Regions from separate parts of the Mus musculus genome. Here regions 2 and 3 are each linked to region 1. The links are chromatin contacts, called in public HiChIP or PLAC-seq maps. All regions are on one chromosome and are shown on one strand. The core of a region is the stretch at or near the end of the contact, and the rest is flanking DNA. Distances in the headings are between cores, read along the strand shown.

What was found. HiChIP or PLAC-seq counts read pairs in DNA pulled down with a chosen protein or histone mark.
Region 2: a FOXA1 HiChIP or PLAC-seq map of pancreatic cancer cells shows a contact between it and region 1. The contact joins the enhancer-like site here to the promoter of AI661453 in region 1. A contact is called at or near these places in 4 of 39 promoter capture datasets (hippocampal neurons, liver and stem cell-derived epiblast-like cells) and 1 of 115 datasets of contacts at active chromatin or transcription factors (pancreatic cancer cells).
Region 3: an H3K4me3 HiChIP or PLAC-seq map of bone marrow-derived macrophages shows a contact between it and region 1, with 4 times the contacts expected there. The contact joins the promoter of 2310039H08Rik here to the promoter of AI661453 in region 1. A contact is called at or near these places in 9 of 39 promoter capture datasets (the 3T3-L1 cell line, the HPC-7 cell line, hematopoietic stem and progenitor cells and 4 more) and 2 of 115 datasets of contacts at active chromatin or transcription factors (bone marrow-derived macrophages and pancreatic cancer cells).

Annotation. Positions count from the first base shown.
Region 1 is chr17:47,434,068-47,438,372 of GRCm38.p6, reverse strand. AI661453 (expressed sequence AI661453) reads right to left here and starts at 1,734. Exons shown (of 5, transcript NM_145489.2): 1 at 1,424-1,734. The coding sequence starts at 1,568. It also overlaps a transcript of 1700001C19Rik not described here.
Region 2 is chr17:46,872,343-46,876,733 of GRCm38.p6, reverse strand. It overlaps a transcript of Bicral not described here. Among named protein-coding and RNA genes, the nearest start is that of Tbcc, 16 kb to the left of the region's middle. Within about 2 kb of position 2,368, at least 116 of the 459 cell types and tissues checked have an H3K27ac peak or open chromatin away from gene starts, as enhancers often do. A contact at or near this core is called in liver and pancreatic cancer cells, where this site is marked.
Region 3 is chr17:46,770,245-46,774,717 of GRCm38.p6, reverse strand. It overlaps 2310039H08Rik (RIKEN cDNA 2310039H08 gene), which reads right to left and starts at 2,083. Exons shown (of 1, transcript NM_025966.3): 1 at 1,311-2,083. The coding sequence starts at 1,905. The coding sequence ends at 1,561. Rpl7l1 (ribosomal protein L7-like 1) reads left to right here. Exons shown (of 7, transcript NM_025433.3): 7 at 1-811.

The DNA.
Region 1 (4,305 bases), core at 485-2,984:
TTAAATCTTGCGGTCTTGGACCAGGTCTGTAACATCCCTGTTCTTTGGCGTCCTCATCCAGAAAGCCAATAATAGCATCTTACACTAGACAGAGACTCAGTGAGTCAAAGATCAAACGTTTTAGGAGAGTTTGCACCTAGGAAAGGTGGGTGACAGTTTGCTATTGATGTCTTCCTTCAGGCCAAGGAAGGTGTTGGGGCATCCCAGAGTACACTTAGGGTTCACTTGCCAGCACTGGTATCTTCTTTGCCTAGACACGCCCCCACTTGGTCCTGCTCTCTTCCCCATTACTGAAACCTGTGCTCTGTCAGAGACAGCCTTCCCTCTCCACTCTGAGGCTAGGTTCCCCTCAGAAATGCCTCTTCTCTTTCTCATGCACCTAAAGGCTGTCTTCCAGCAGAGGCCCCCAAAGGGCAGGAGGGCATACTCTTAGTTTTGCTTGCCTGCTGGTGAGAGATCTTTAGGTCAGGGAAAGGTGACATCTTGTTCTTGCCCTGGCCCCCAATGTAATCATTTGGGTGTTGAACAGAACTCCAAGTACCATAAAGGTGATGAGGAAGGCAGGTAAAACTAGGGAGTGATTGGTGACACACCCCTGTCTCCCACTTCAGACACCAGAAGCATGGATCAAAAACAAGAAGTGAGTACCGTTCCCCCATTTTCCCGGGGTTCCCCCCAGTTAAGAGTGTATAAACTGGAGATTGACAAAGAGATAGGAGTGTCCCATAGCCGGAGCTGGGGAAGGGCCAATTTATTTCCAGTAGTTTGCAAAGACACACCACCCTTGATTCAAAGGGTCCGCACTCTCCTCTGTCCCACCTCTGACTCTTCAGTCCGAGACCATAGACAACCCAGATCCAAGAGGACCTGGGCAAGAGCATGTGACACTCAGCCCCCTTCCCTCCCCACCCCCAACCAAACCAAACAAAGCTAATTTGATGTCGCAAATGGCTGGCAATCTGCTAACAGTGGCCTGCTCGCTGACTTTCCTTTCTCAAACAGAACGAACGGCAAGGGCACCTGAGGCAGGCTCTCTCTGCGGGACAGAGGAAGCGGAAAGGACTAGGGACAGACGTCTAGATCTCTGACTCAGAATGCGGATATGTGGTAGGAGACACAGCAAAGACAGCCACACAAACAGAAACCCTACCAAAGGTTATGAAGGGAGACAGGGAACGGCAGGTGAGGGCGGCAAGGATCGGCGGCCTCACTTCAGGGGTTCCCTGCACCTCTCTGACTCGGGCTGCCGCGCCTCCTTCCCCTTCCCAGCATCTCCTCAGCCGGTCCACAGGTTCCAACGTGTCCCTGCCCCAGCCCGCTTTCCCAGCGCCCAAGTGACGCCAGAGCCAGGAGGGAAGAGGCGCCACGGGGAACTCTCCCTTGTTTTTTTTTTTTTTTTTTCCCCCAGCCGGGGTGCACTCACCAAAGTCCCTGGTTCCCTCCTCTTGGGCCTCGTGGGTGAAAATCCAGGGTGGATTGGTGGCGTAGAGGGACGTGGTGGAGGGGTGGGCGTGCTTCTTCCCAAAGAGTTTGCTGAAAGTGCCCTGCATGGTCTGGTTCTTTTTCATGCTGCTGCAGGCCGATCTGTCCCCGAGGGAAGGACCTTCCGTCCCTAGGCCTGTCCTGCTCCAGACTGAACCCCGCAGCGTCTTCCCAGGGGACACTAGCAGGCCATGGTCCCCAGCCGCGCTCCCCGCCCGCGCACCCGGCGACAGGTGGTGCGGGCGCCGCCGCCGCTCGCCTGGAAATGCGAGCTACCTGGACAGGTAAGAGGCTGCCGCCCGGAGCCGGCCCCGCCCCGCCGCCCAACTCCCCGGGCCACATTCCTGCCTCCTTCCACAACAGCCTATTGTTGGCACCGTGCGCTGCGCGGAGGACCTCGCCCGGCCCACGCCCTGCTGGGGAGCAGAGCCGCCCCCTGCCGCGGGTTCCCTACCGGCACGCCCGATCCACCCCCACTTTTTTTTTTTTTTTTTTTTTTTTTCTGGACCAGGAAAAGCCCAAGGCGAGTTCCTTGAGTCTGTGAGCCCTTCCTGAGCAGATCAGGGTGGACAGTTTAGAAATGACTTGCATCCCAGAAAAGTACCTGCCTGGCCAAGCTAGCATGGCCCAGAGCATCCCGTGGGCCCTCTGACATGTGTGAGGGAGACTTCGATGAATACAAATGATGAATACACAGGAAGTTAGAGGCCAGGTAGAGTTAAGAAATTTCTGCACATTTTTTTTCCTTTTTTTTTTTTTTTTGTTGTTGTTGTTGTTGTTGTTGTTGTTGTTGTTGTTGTTTTTTTGTTTTTCCGAGACAGGAGTGCTGGGATTAAAGGCTTGTGCCACCACCGCCCGGCTAATTTCTGTACCATTTTTTGTTTGTTTGTTTGTTCGTTTGTTTTTGGTTTTGTTTTTGTTTTCGAGACAGGGTTCCTCTGTATAGCCCTAGCTGTCCTGGAACTCACTTTGTAGACCAGACTGGCCTCAAACTCAGAAATCTGCCTGCCTCTGCCTCGAAAGTTCTGGGATTAAAGGCGTGTGCCACCATCGCCCGGCTAGTTTCTGTACCATTAGAGAACACAGGAAGAAACTATCCTCATGGTTAGGCCTCCATATATATTAATATACTAATATATTAAATATTTAACATATTCAATATATAATTATTTTATATATTTCATATTGTTTCTTGTTTATTATTTATATTGTGTATATTATTAATATATTAAAGATAATATATTTAATACATTATATAGTGTGTATATTAGAGAGACCCTGCCATATATGTCATATACATACATGTATGTATTATGTATGTATGTATGTATGCATCTATCTATCTATCTATCTATCTATGTATGGCAGGGTCTGTCTATTATGTAGCCATTGCTGTCCTGAAATTTGTAGACCAGGCTGGACTTGAACTTATGACTATCTCAACTCTGTCTCCCAAGTGCTGGGATTAAATGCTCAGACCACCAAGCCCGATCTTAATGTATATTTCATGAAATAAAATTTAGTCTTTGGCAATTTCATACATAAACAATGTGTCTTGAGCATATCATGCAGGCTATCCCTCTCCCACTCTTCCCTCCCATCCCTTTCTCCTCTTCATCATCCCTCCCCGCCCCCCTTTAAATCTACTGGGTCTAGTTAGTGCTGCCTATCAGAAAGTTGACTGATCTCATTGGCCTGAGCCTGTATGGATAACCACATTGTAGTCTGTTTCAGAACACAATGACCACGTCATGCCCTGAACACAGCTCTAGAAAATTTGGTATTTTATAGACACCAGATTCTTCTCTCCTGGAATATTCTTTTGAGACAAAATGTTACTTTGTAGCTCTGGCTGGCATGAAACTTTCTATATAGACCAAGCTGGCTTTAAATTCATAGAGATCTGCCTGCCTTTGCTCCCAAGTACTGGGATTAAAGGTATACTGCATGCCTGACTATGAATGTAATTTTTAGAAACCAGATTTGGGGGGGCTGAGGAGATGGCTCAGAAGTAAAGAGCCCTGGCTGTCTTTTCAGTTCCAAGCAACCACGTGGCAGTGGATAGTGATCTGTAGTTCCGGTTACAGGGGATCAGATGTGTGCACTGCACACACACAGGCAAATACTCATACACATTAAAATTTTATATATATATATATATATATATATATATATATATATATATATATATTTTTTTTTTTTTTTTTTTTTTCCCCCAGGCAGGGTTTCTCTGTGTAGCCCTGGCTGTCCTGGAACTTACTTTGTAGACCAGGCTGGTCTCAAACTCAGAAATCCACCTATCTCTGTCTCCTGAGTGCTGGGATTAAAGGCGTGCGCCACCACGCCCAGTTAAAGATATATTTTTTGAGATAGGGTCTTACTGTACAGCTGTGGTTGGCCTTGGGTTTACAGAGACCCACCTGCCTCTGCCTCCAGAAGATTAAAGGTGTGTGCCACCAGGCTAGGCATAAATAAAGTCTTTTAAATTTTTATTATTAGATGTGTATGGCTGTTTTATCTGCATGTACACATGTGACACGTGCTTGCTTGGTACCCTCAGAGGGTGAGGGTGGTAGGACTTGAACAAGTCTTCTGCAGGAACAAGTATGCATAACCTCAGAGCCAACTCTCCAGCCCCAGGAATAAAACCTTAAAAAAATATATTTGGAGCCAGCCTGGTGGTTCAGCCTCGTAATTCATCTATTTAGGCTGAAGTAAGAGGGCGTCAAGTTCAGAACTGCCTGAGTTACATAGCGAGTTCAAGACTAGCCCAGGCAACTTAGCAAGACTCTATCTCAAAACTTTAAGATAAATCAAAAGTCA
Region 2 (4,391 bases), core at 1,119-3,618, 560 kb after region 1:
ACAGCACACAAAGGCATGCACATGCGCACACAGTGAGTAATTGGTTCGGTGAGAAAGAGGCCGAGCCAGATGTTGTAAGGGCAGGTTGCTTGTTTTTTACTTTTAGTGCCAACACTGTTAGCTGTGTTAGTTCTGTGTTAGCCGGGGTTCTCTAGAGTGACAGACAGGCTTGTCAGGGTTATGGAATGAATATGAGTATCTATATATTTAGAGAGAAGGAAGGAGGGTGGGGATTTATTATAGGCTGTGGTCAAGATGACCACAATGCTGGCAGTTGCCTATGAGTGGAAGGTCTAAGAATGCAGTAGTTATTCAGTCCATGAAGGTGCATGTCTCAGCTAGTCGGTATAGCTGGAATCCTGAGGATGTAGGCTGTAATGCCTGTCTGAATGGGCTTGCTAGGGAGAGCGAGCAGGCAAAGAGAGAGAGCCTCCTTCTTCCATGCCCTTATAATGGCTGCCAGCTGAAAGGGTGGTGCAGATTGAGGGTGGCGTTTCCCACCTTAAAAGATCCGGATTAAAAATGTATCTTCACACCTCAGATGGCTTAAGTAAGGGAAAAAAAAAAATCCGCCGGGCACACGCCTTTAATCCCAGCACTTGGGAAGCAGAGGCAGGCAGATTTCTGAGTTTGAGGCCAGCCTGGTCTACAAAGTGAGTTCCAGGACAGCCAGGGCTACCCAGAGAAACCCGTAAAGCCAAAATAAATAAATAAATAAAAGCCCTCACAGGGGTGCCCAGCCTCTCAGGTTTTAGTTAATTCCAGGTGTAGTCAAGTTGAGAACAACAGCCATCACAACTTCCTTTTGTGTTTAAATTTTTTTATAAAGATCTTTACTTTTATTTATTTATGTAGACTTCTGCGTGCATGTACACCTGTACCTGCAGGCCAGAAGAGGGCGCCAGATCTCATTATAGATGGTTGTGAGCCACCATGTGGTTGCTGGGGATTGAACTCAAGACATGTGGAAGAGCCGCCAATGCTCTTAACCTCTGAGCTCTCTCTCCAGCCCTCATGTTTTAAAATTTTTATCACATTTATTTATTTGTAAGTGTCTGTTGGAGTAGGAGAGCTAAGTCAGTAGAGTGTTTGCTATTGCAAGCATGAAGACGTGAGCTTGCTTTTTAGAACCAATATTTATAATCCACATTTATAATCCCAGCACTGGGAAGGCACGACTAGACCTTGCTGGCCGACTGGCCTAGCCTACTGCAGAGTCCCTGCCTCTGGGAAGTCCCATCTTAAAGAGCAAGGTAGAGAGCCAATGAGAAAGAACACATGAGAGTGTCCTCTAGCCTCTACACACCTGTGAGTACTTACACAATTGGGGCATCCATGCATACAAACACACACACTCAAGCAAGTTCACACACACCTGTATAGTTACAAAATAAAACCCACCCGAGGTACATGGACCCTGAGGAGGAACGCTCAGAGTTCTCTTTTCCCACAATTAGGCCAGGTGGTGGCTCACACTTGAAATCCCAGTATTTTGGAGGCTGAGGCAGGAGGATTACAGCTGGGCAGTGGTGGCGCATGCCTTTAGTCCCAGCACTTGGGAGGCGGAGGCAGGCAGATTTTAGAGTTCTAGGTTAGCCTGGTCTACAGAGTGAGTTCCAGGACAGCCATGGCTACACAGAGAAGCCCTGTCTCAAAAAACAAAAGAAAACAAAAACAAAAAAAAAGAGTTGGAGACCAGCCTGAGCTTACAGAGTGAGACCCCCTATTTTTGTTGTTTGTTTTTATTTTATTTGTGTTTAAAGCAGTTATACGAGGAGGGAACAAGGAGAAGCATGCTAGTTGGGATAATATAAGACTAAGACGTGACTCAATTAAAAACAGTCATTTATGTATCTATTTGCTGTATGTGTGGGGGTTTAACCATCGGAGCAAGCATGTGGAAGTCTGAGGACTACTGTGGAAGTCTCAGGTTGTCTCCCACCTTGTAGGTCCCAGGGATCAAACTCAAGCCTGGTGTAGGCCTGGTGAGCAATCATCTCTCCCCCTAACCATTGTGCTCCCCTTGCCGCCGTTTTTTGGGGGAGGGGTAAAAACAGTAATGTTGAGAGATTCATTCATTGCTTCTCTCAGACTGCCACCCATGAGCCTAAGTGCTTCCTCAGTTGCACACACCCATGCAGGGGAGGACATCTTTGTCTGAACATCCTAAGTCTAGAGAACACTTTGTGAGTGACGCCCTGTTAATGAGGACCAGTCACCAGCCTTTGTAGAGCATCCGCTACCTCCAGCACCAGCCAGGTGCCTTGACAGAACCTAGCGTCAAGAAATGGTGGCTTAGCGTACTGACGCAGGATGCCACAGCTGGCCCCGGGGGAGATGGGAAGGGATAAAAATAGACAAAGCCTGGTCCTCGTCTCCTGGAGGCTGGGAGTCCAGGGATAGACATGACTAATTATGAGTCACTCGAGGTGGTGTGTGTTATCAAGGAAAAGGAAGTTGTTTGGAAGTACAAAGAAGAGAGAAGCAAGGGGAAAGGGCAGGCAGGGGAGCCGCCAGAGGAAGTGAATGTCACGAGAGACGGGGACAGGGACAGAACTGGCCAGGCTCTGCTTCCTAGAATCCTGTGGGCATCCAGGAGTTTCTGGAACATCAGAGTTCCTGGCATTTGGGTGGGTTCGGGATGGGAAGGTGAAGAGAAAGAGTTGGAGCTGGGGGTGGGGGGAGTGGGGGGGTCGGCAGTGCCTGAGAAAGGCTGTTGCCATGGTTCCCTGGAAAAAACAATGGGGCCAAACAGAGGTCAATGGAAATGAAATGGAGATCACCTGAGAATGATCTGTGCTCCAAGACCAAAGTGTGAATCTGTTTTGTATTTTGTTTGTTTGTTTGGTTTTACGAGAGAGGAGTTCTCCCTGTAATAGTCCTAGGTGTACTGGAACTCACTTTGTGGACCAGGCTGGCCTCGAACTTCCAGCACTGGGATCAAAGGCTTGTGCCCCCATGCCTGGCCAGTCTGAACTTGTAAAATAGGCATATACTTACCCAATGTCTGTAGCCAGTGCTGATACCAACCAAAGGCTGGCTCAGAGCGAGGATTTAAGGTGCAAAAGGAGTAGCATGGTCCAGAAGAGCTTTTTACCCAATCCACGGGGTTTCTGCACAGTCCTACAAATAAAGCTGGTCTCCTGTCCGGCAGAGACTGGCTTACCACAGCAGGAGCCTATTCCTTTGACCTGCACTGGAGAGAGGCTGTCGGGCAAGCTTCCATTATCAAAACTGGAATTTGCTGTGTGTGGTAGTTTGAGCCTGTAATTGCAGCACTTGGGAAGTGGAGGCAGGAGGACTTGCCACATGTTCAAGACCAGCCTGGGCTATATAGTGAGACCCTATCTTCATTGAAGAGTAAAAAAATAACTTTAAAAAGTAATGCAAGGCATGAGAGACGGCTCAGCAGTTAAGAGCACTGGCTTCTCTTGTGGAGGACTGGGTCAGTTCCCAGCACCCACATGGTGGCTCACAGTGCGCTGTAACTCCAGTTCCAGGGGATCTGACACTCTTCTAGCCTCCTCCAGTGCTAGGCTTCTACGCAGTACACATCCCTATATATATGCAAGCCAAATGCTCATGAGATAAAAATAAATGCTACGAAGTGCAGGTCGGATGCACGAATGTAAAGCAGGCGGGCCTCAGAGCCTAGACTATCACTGGGCAATCTCTTCCCCCCTCTTCCTCACTCAGTGGAAATCTGCCTCTCTCTGCGTGCACTTACCTCTGCTCTGAAATGTTAGCTTTGACCTTTGTCTTGTGTGCATGTGGTGACCAGAGGTCACCATCTGGTGGCCTCTGCAGTCGCTTTCCACCTTTTTTTCTCCCTCCCCCCCCTTTTTTTTATTCTTTTTGAGATGGGCTTTCTCTGTGCAACCCCTGCCTGTCCTGAAATTCACTCTGTAGACCAGACTGGCCTAGAACTCAGAGACCTGCCTACCTCTGCCTCCTGAGTGCTGGGATCAAAGGTATGTGCCACCACCACCCAGCCACTTTTTGTTGCCGTTGTTTGAAAATATCTCATTTTGGGTGATGTGTAATGTGTTGGGGGGTCAGTGCATGTGTTTGCAAGTGTGTGCAGGTACCCAAGGAAACTGGAGGCACTGGATGTAACAGAGCCGTTGGTACAGATGGTTGTGAACCACCCAGTGTGCATGCTGGGAACAGAACTAGTCCTCTACCAGAGTATTCCACCATCGTCTGTCTGTCTGTCATGGTTTTCTAGCTAGCCTGGAATAAACTATTGATCAGTGAATGGCCTTGAACTCTCAAAAATCTACCTGCCTCTTCGTCCTAAGTGTTGGGATTAAAGACACACACAGCCACACTCAGCCCTGGGTTTACAGGCATGGACGTGCATGCTTGCAAGCAAACACTTTCTATTCCCA
Region 3 (4,473 bases), core at 834-3,333, 660 kb after region 1:
ATCATTGGGAAATGAGGTGACCAAAAATGCATCGCAACCTTGGACAAACAGCATGGCTATTTAACATTCTGGGATCCTGCAGAATCCTGCATCTTCCTAAGTAGGGAAGCACTGTAGCATTGGAGAGAGGCCTGGGCGAGCAGAGCTAAGGCTTCCATTTCTGGCTTGCTTGGAATTTAAAACAAGCTTTTTTCTATATAGTAAAAGATTGTTTTTAAGATTTTTGCGTGTGAGTACATGCCAAAGTAGCCAGGAAGTGTCACTTGCCCTGGAGCTAGAATTACTGGCAAATGAAGGCTCAGAGGTGGATGCTGGGACCAATTCTAGGCCCTCTGAGAAAGCAGGTGCACTTGGCTTGTGCCTCCAGCCCCAAAGGCGATGGCTTATTGTGAGCCTGAGGCCAGCCAGGGTTACAGAGACTCAAGAAACAAGTGGGGTTGTCCATGTTGCTGGAGATGACCCAGGTCTATTAGGACCTTGACTACATGGATAGACATTCTGGCAGCTAGTATACTGCCATTGGGGCCTATGGAGAAGTAGCCACCGAGCCTATTTAGAAAGAAGGACTGCTGGCAAGCTTGGTGTCACTATGAAGGCAGACAAAGATCGATGTATTAACGACCCCGACTCCAAAAACACTCGAGGGGGCCCAAGGTGGGCTCAGTGGTTAAGAGCCGTTCGCCCAGGGGCTGGAGAGTTGGCTCAGTGGTACCACATGGTGGCTCACAACCATCTGTAATGAGATCTGACGCCCTCTTCTGGTGTATCTGAAGACAGCTACAGTGTACTTACATAAAATAAATAAATCTTTAAAAAGAGCCGTTCGCCCAGTCCCCTGGGCATCTGGCACCGTTTCACAAGTCCTGCGGGGAGGAAAGAATGCTCCCTCAGAAACCCAGGGCTTAATTCCCAACTACTAGTTTCAGCCTTGGAGATGAATCTGGGTAAGGCACCTGCTGCCAAGCCAGAGCTTAACCGGGGGGGGGGGGGGGGGGGGGGGGGTCTGGTGCATGGTGGGAGGAGAAAGCCAACTCCTATGGGGGTACCAACTACCAAACTGCCTCTGCTCGCACTACCTTAGTTGCTCCCAAGAGTCAGGGTTTTTTAAGATTTAGTTATGTGGCCAAGCACACTGACAACAGAAGAGGGCGTCAGATCCCATTAAAATGTGAGTCACCATGTTTGCTGGAAATTGAACCTTGATCCTCTGGAAGAGCACCGAGCCCTCTCTCCAGTCCCCCAACTCCAAGAACCAGGGTTTCTATGTATCACTCTGGGAAGGAACCTTTTCATCAAACCCAAACGACTGCCAAGTTAGAAATGCCTTTTGGATATCGGTTTATCGGTATCATCAGAACAAGCGGGTCCAGGAGGTTGTGCTGTCCTACAGTGACAAGGGAAACTTATTTCCGTTACACAAATGGACTAGGACACAGTATGAAGTTGAAATTTGGCATCCAAAAACAAAATTACTAGGCAACATTGAGTCCCACAGGTGGCAAGTGTCCAGACTCAAGTTTGTGTAGGACCCAGTCATGCCCTCGGGAAACACCTCGAGCATCAGGAAACCCTTGGGCCTCCGTCGAGTTGGGCGGCTGGACTGCCCCGGGATCGCTCCTCGATGGTCGGAGGCTGCGTCCTCGTGTCTAGGGCGATGGTGCAGGGTGAGGCGGCCGAGCCCGCATCTTCCCAGGGCTTGGGCCTCCGAGGGAGCAGAGACGCGGTGGGTTCACCGTGGGTCGCAGTGATGTGGCGTTTCTCCAGGCCCGGGACCTCCTGGCCCTTCTGTACCAGGTGCAGGAGCTCCGCCAGGGTCACCGAGGCAGGAGCTGGCTCGGCAGACGCCAGTGCACCGCTCGGACTGGAGACACCGCCACGCTGGTCCATGTCCTGCCACCAGCTCATCCCCCGGATCCGGCTGTAAGCACTTCCGGGTGGAGTGGGAGCAACCACTTCGTGAAAAGTAGAGGGGAGCTTAGTAACTTAGCCCAGGGTAGACCTTCCAAGACCCGGGCTATTTGTGCAGAAGCTGCAGCCTGGGTTAACCTCCAGCTCTCATTCCACAACATGAGATGTGCTGCGGTGGGTGAGGAGCGGGCGGGGTGGGGTGGGGGAACGAGCCAAAAAGTGAAGTTTTTGCACCCAGTGAGACAAGTGTGAGGAGGCGTGGCTGTACAAAAGCACTTCCCTTTGGCACGTGTAGATGCGGACGCAGGCTGCGCGCTCAGGGCCGGGAGGGTCGTCTTGGTAGTTTGAGTCTCGCGCTACAGTCCAGAGCGTGATTCTGTATGCTTTTCCAAGCAAGCAAGCAAGCGCTCGTCACATTTGTTAATTGTGGTACTAAGGATCAAATCCCTGGTTTTTGTTGTTGTTGTTTGGGTTTGGGTTATGTGTTGTTTGGGATTTGTAGTCAATTTTGGTTTGAGCCAAGGATTCGTCATCTCCCAATGTCTGCTGCGCTACACCTCCCAATGCTGTTCAGATTTCTGTATCAAAGCTATCCTGACAGGATGCAGTGGCTCATGCTTGTAACACCATATGCTCGGGCCATAGAGCCAGCCGAGTTACACACTGAAACATGTAAGTATATAATAAACAGCTTGATCTGGCACAGATCAAGAAATCAGTAAGTAAAGCATACTTTGCATAATGTTAAAAGCACACAGCATGTTTACCCTTCACCGGAAACAACCCCATGAAACCCAAAAAGTGGGTAAGATGGCTCAGCAGGTAGGGCTATTGAATTTTTATCCCCGTTCTCATGTTTTCAAGGTCTCCTGTAGCCAAAGCTGACCTTGAACTTGAACTCACAATATAGTCTGTGTGTGTGTGCGTGCGCGCGCGTATGCACGCGTCTGACTTCGGATCCTTGCCTTCGAAGGGCAGAAGTAGGCAGACCGCCGCATCCAGCTGGCATTTATCTGGGTTTGTGGGCATTCAAATTCTGACCCTCACACCTGCACGGCAGGCACTAACTGCTGACCATTCCCAACCGCGGCTTTGAACTCCTGGCCCTCCACCTCCGCAGTGCTGGGATTACAGGGGTCCATGTCCAGTATGTGCTGGGAATTGAATTGTATTGTATGGTGCCGGGAATGGAGCACAGGAGTTTATATGTATTAGCCAAGCACTCTACTAACTGAGAGCTCTGTCTGCAGCCCCTCTGGCACACTTTTCCTCATGTAATGCTGAACCTCTTAGGGCTTCCTTTCCTTTCCTTTCCTTTCCTTTCCTTTCCTTTCCTTTCCTTTCCTTTCCTTTCCTTTTCTGTTTTGTTTTTCAAGACAGGGTTTCTCTGTGTAGCCCTGGCTGTCCTGGAACTCACTCTGTAGACCAGGCTGGCCTCGAACTCAGAAATCCACCTGCCTCTGCCTCCCAAGTGCTGGAATTAAAGGCGGGTGCCACTACTGCCCGGGCCCCCCTTTAATTTTATTATGTGCATCTATGTCTGTGTACTACATGCATGCAGTACTGCTAAAGGCCAGAAGAGAGCAACTGAACCCTTAGTTCTGCTATCATGTCGGTGTTGGGCTTTGAATTCTCTGGTCTTCTGGAAGGACAGCCAGTGCCTGGAGGCCATTATTGAGGGTCCCCAGTGATCTCTCCTGTAGCCCCTGCAGCTGTCTCTGCATGTTCATCCAACTTCCTGGACCTGACAGAGTCAGTGCAGCAGGCTCCCTGGCCTTCTAGTTTCTGGGCCTGGTCAGGCTGGGAGAGAGTAGCAGGAGGAGAGAAGAGATAGCTTCAACAGATTTCATTCTGTTTCCCCTCCTCAGGGTCTCATCGGCAGCAGTCCCTCCACACAGCCCTCTGGTTTAAGGGTTCTGACACAGCTCCCTTCTCACTCTCTCAGATGCTACGTTGTCTCCTGGGAACTCCCTTGTCCTTGCCCACATCGCTCTCTGCCCATGGGCTCTACTAAATTCTCCTTAGATTTTCCAATGTCGTCGTCTCTTTCTCTCCCGCCCTTCCTCACCAACACTAGAAGTGGTTCCTTCCAGGAGTAGACAGAACAGAGTGTTAGGATTAGCCCTCCCACGCTGTGCAGGGGGACATGCGTGTGACTGGAGGGGACATGCGTGTGACTGGGGATCCCATTCATGTGAGGAGATCGTGGATAGATGTTGTGCCCAGCTCTGCGTGGCCATGTTGCTTGTTTTTATATCTATAGGGAAACACAAGGGTCCTCAACTTCTGACAGAAGGGTAGCTTGGATTGGCACCCTGGCTGGAGGCCGGCATTGAGACATCACCGTGAGATCACCAAGTTCCAGGACCGATTAAAGGCTCAGCCCTTCCTTTCTTATAGGATTTCATTTTGTAGTCCAGGAAGGCCTGGAACTCACCACCCACCTACCTTAGCTGCTTGATTCTGGCATGAGCTCCCACACTTGGACTTCCAGATGTCCGTTGTAAAAATCAGAAAGGTAAGAGTTACTGAGTGGACCTTGAGATGGGTCAGAGATATTACATA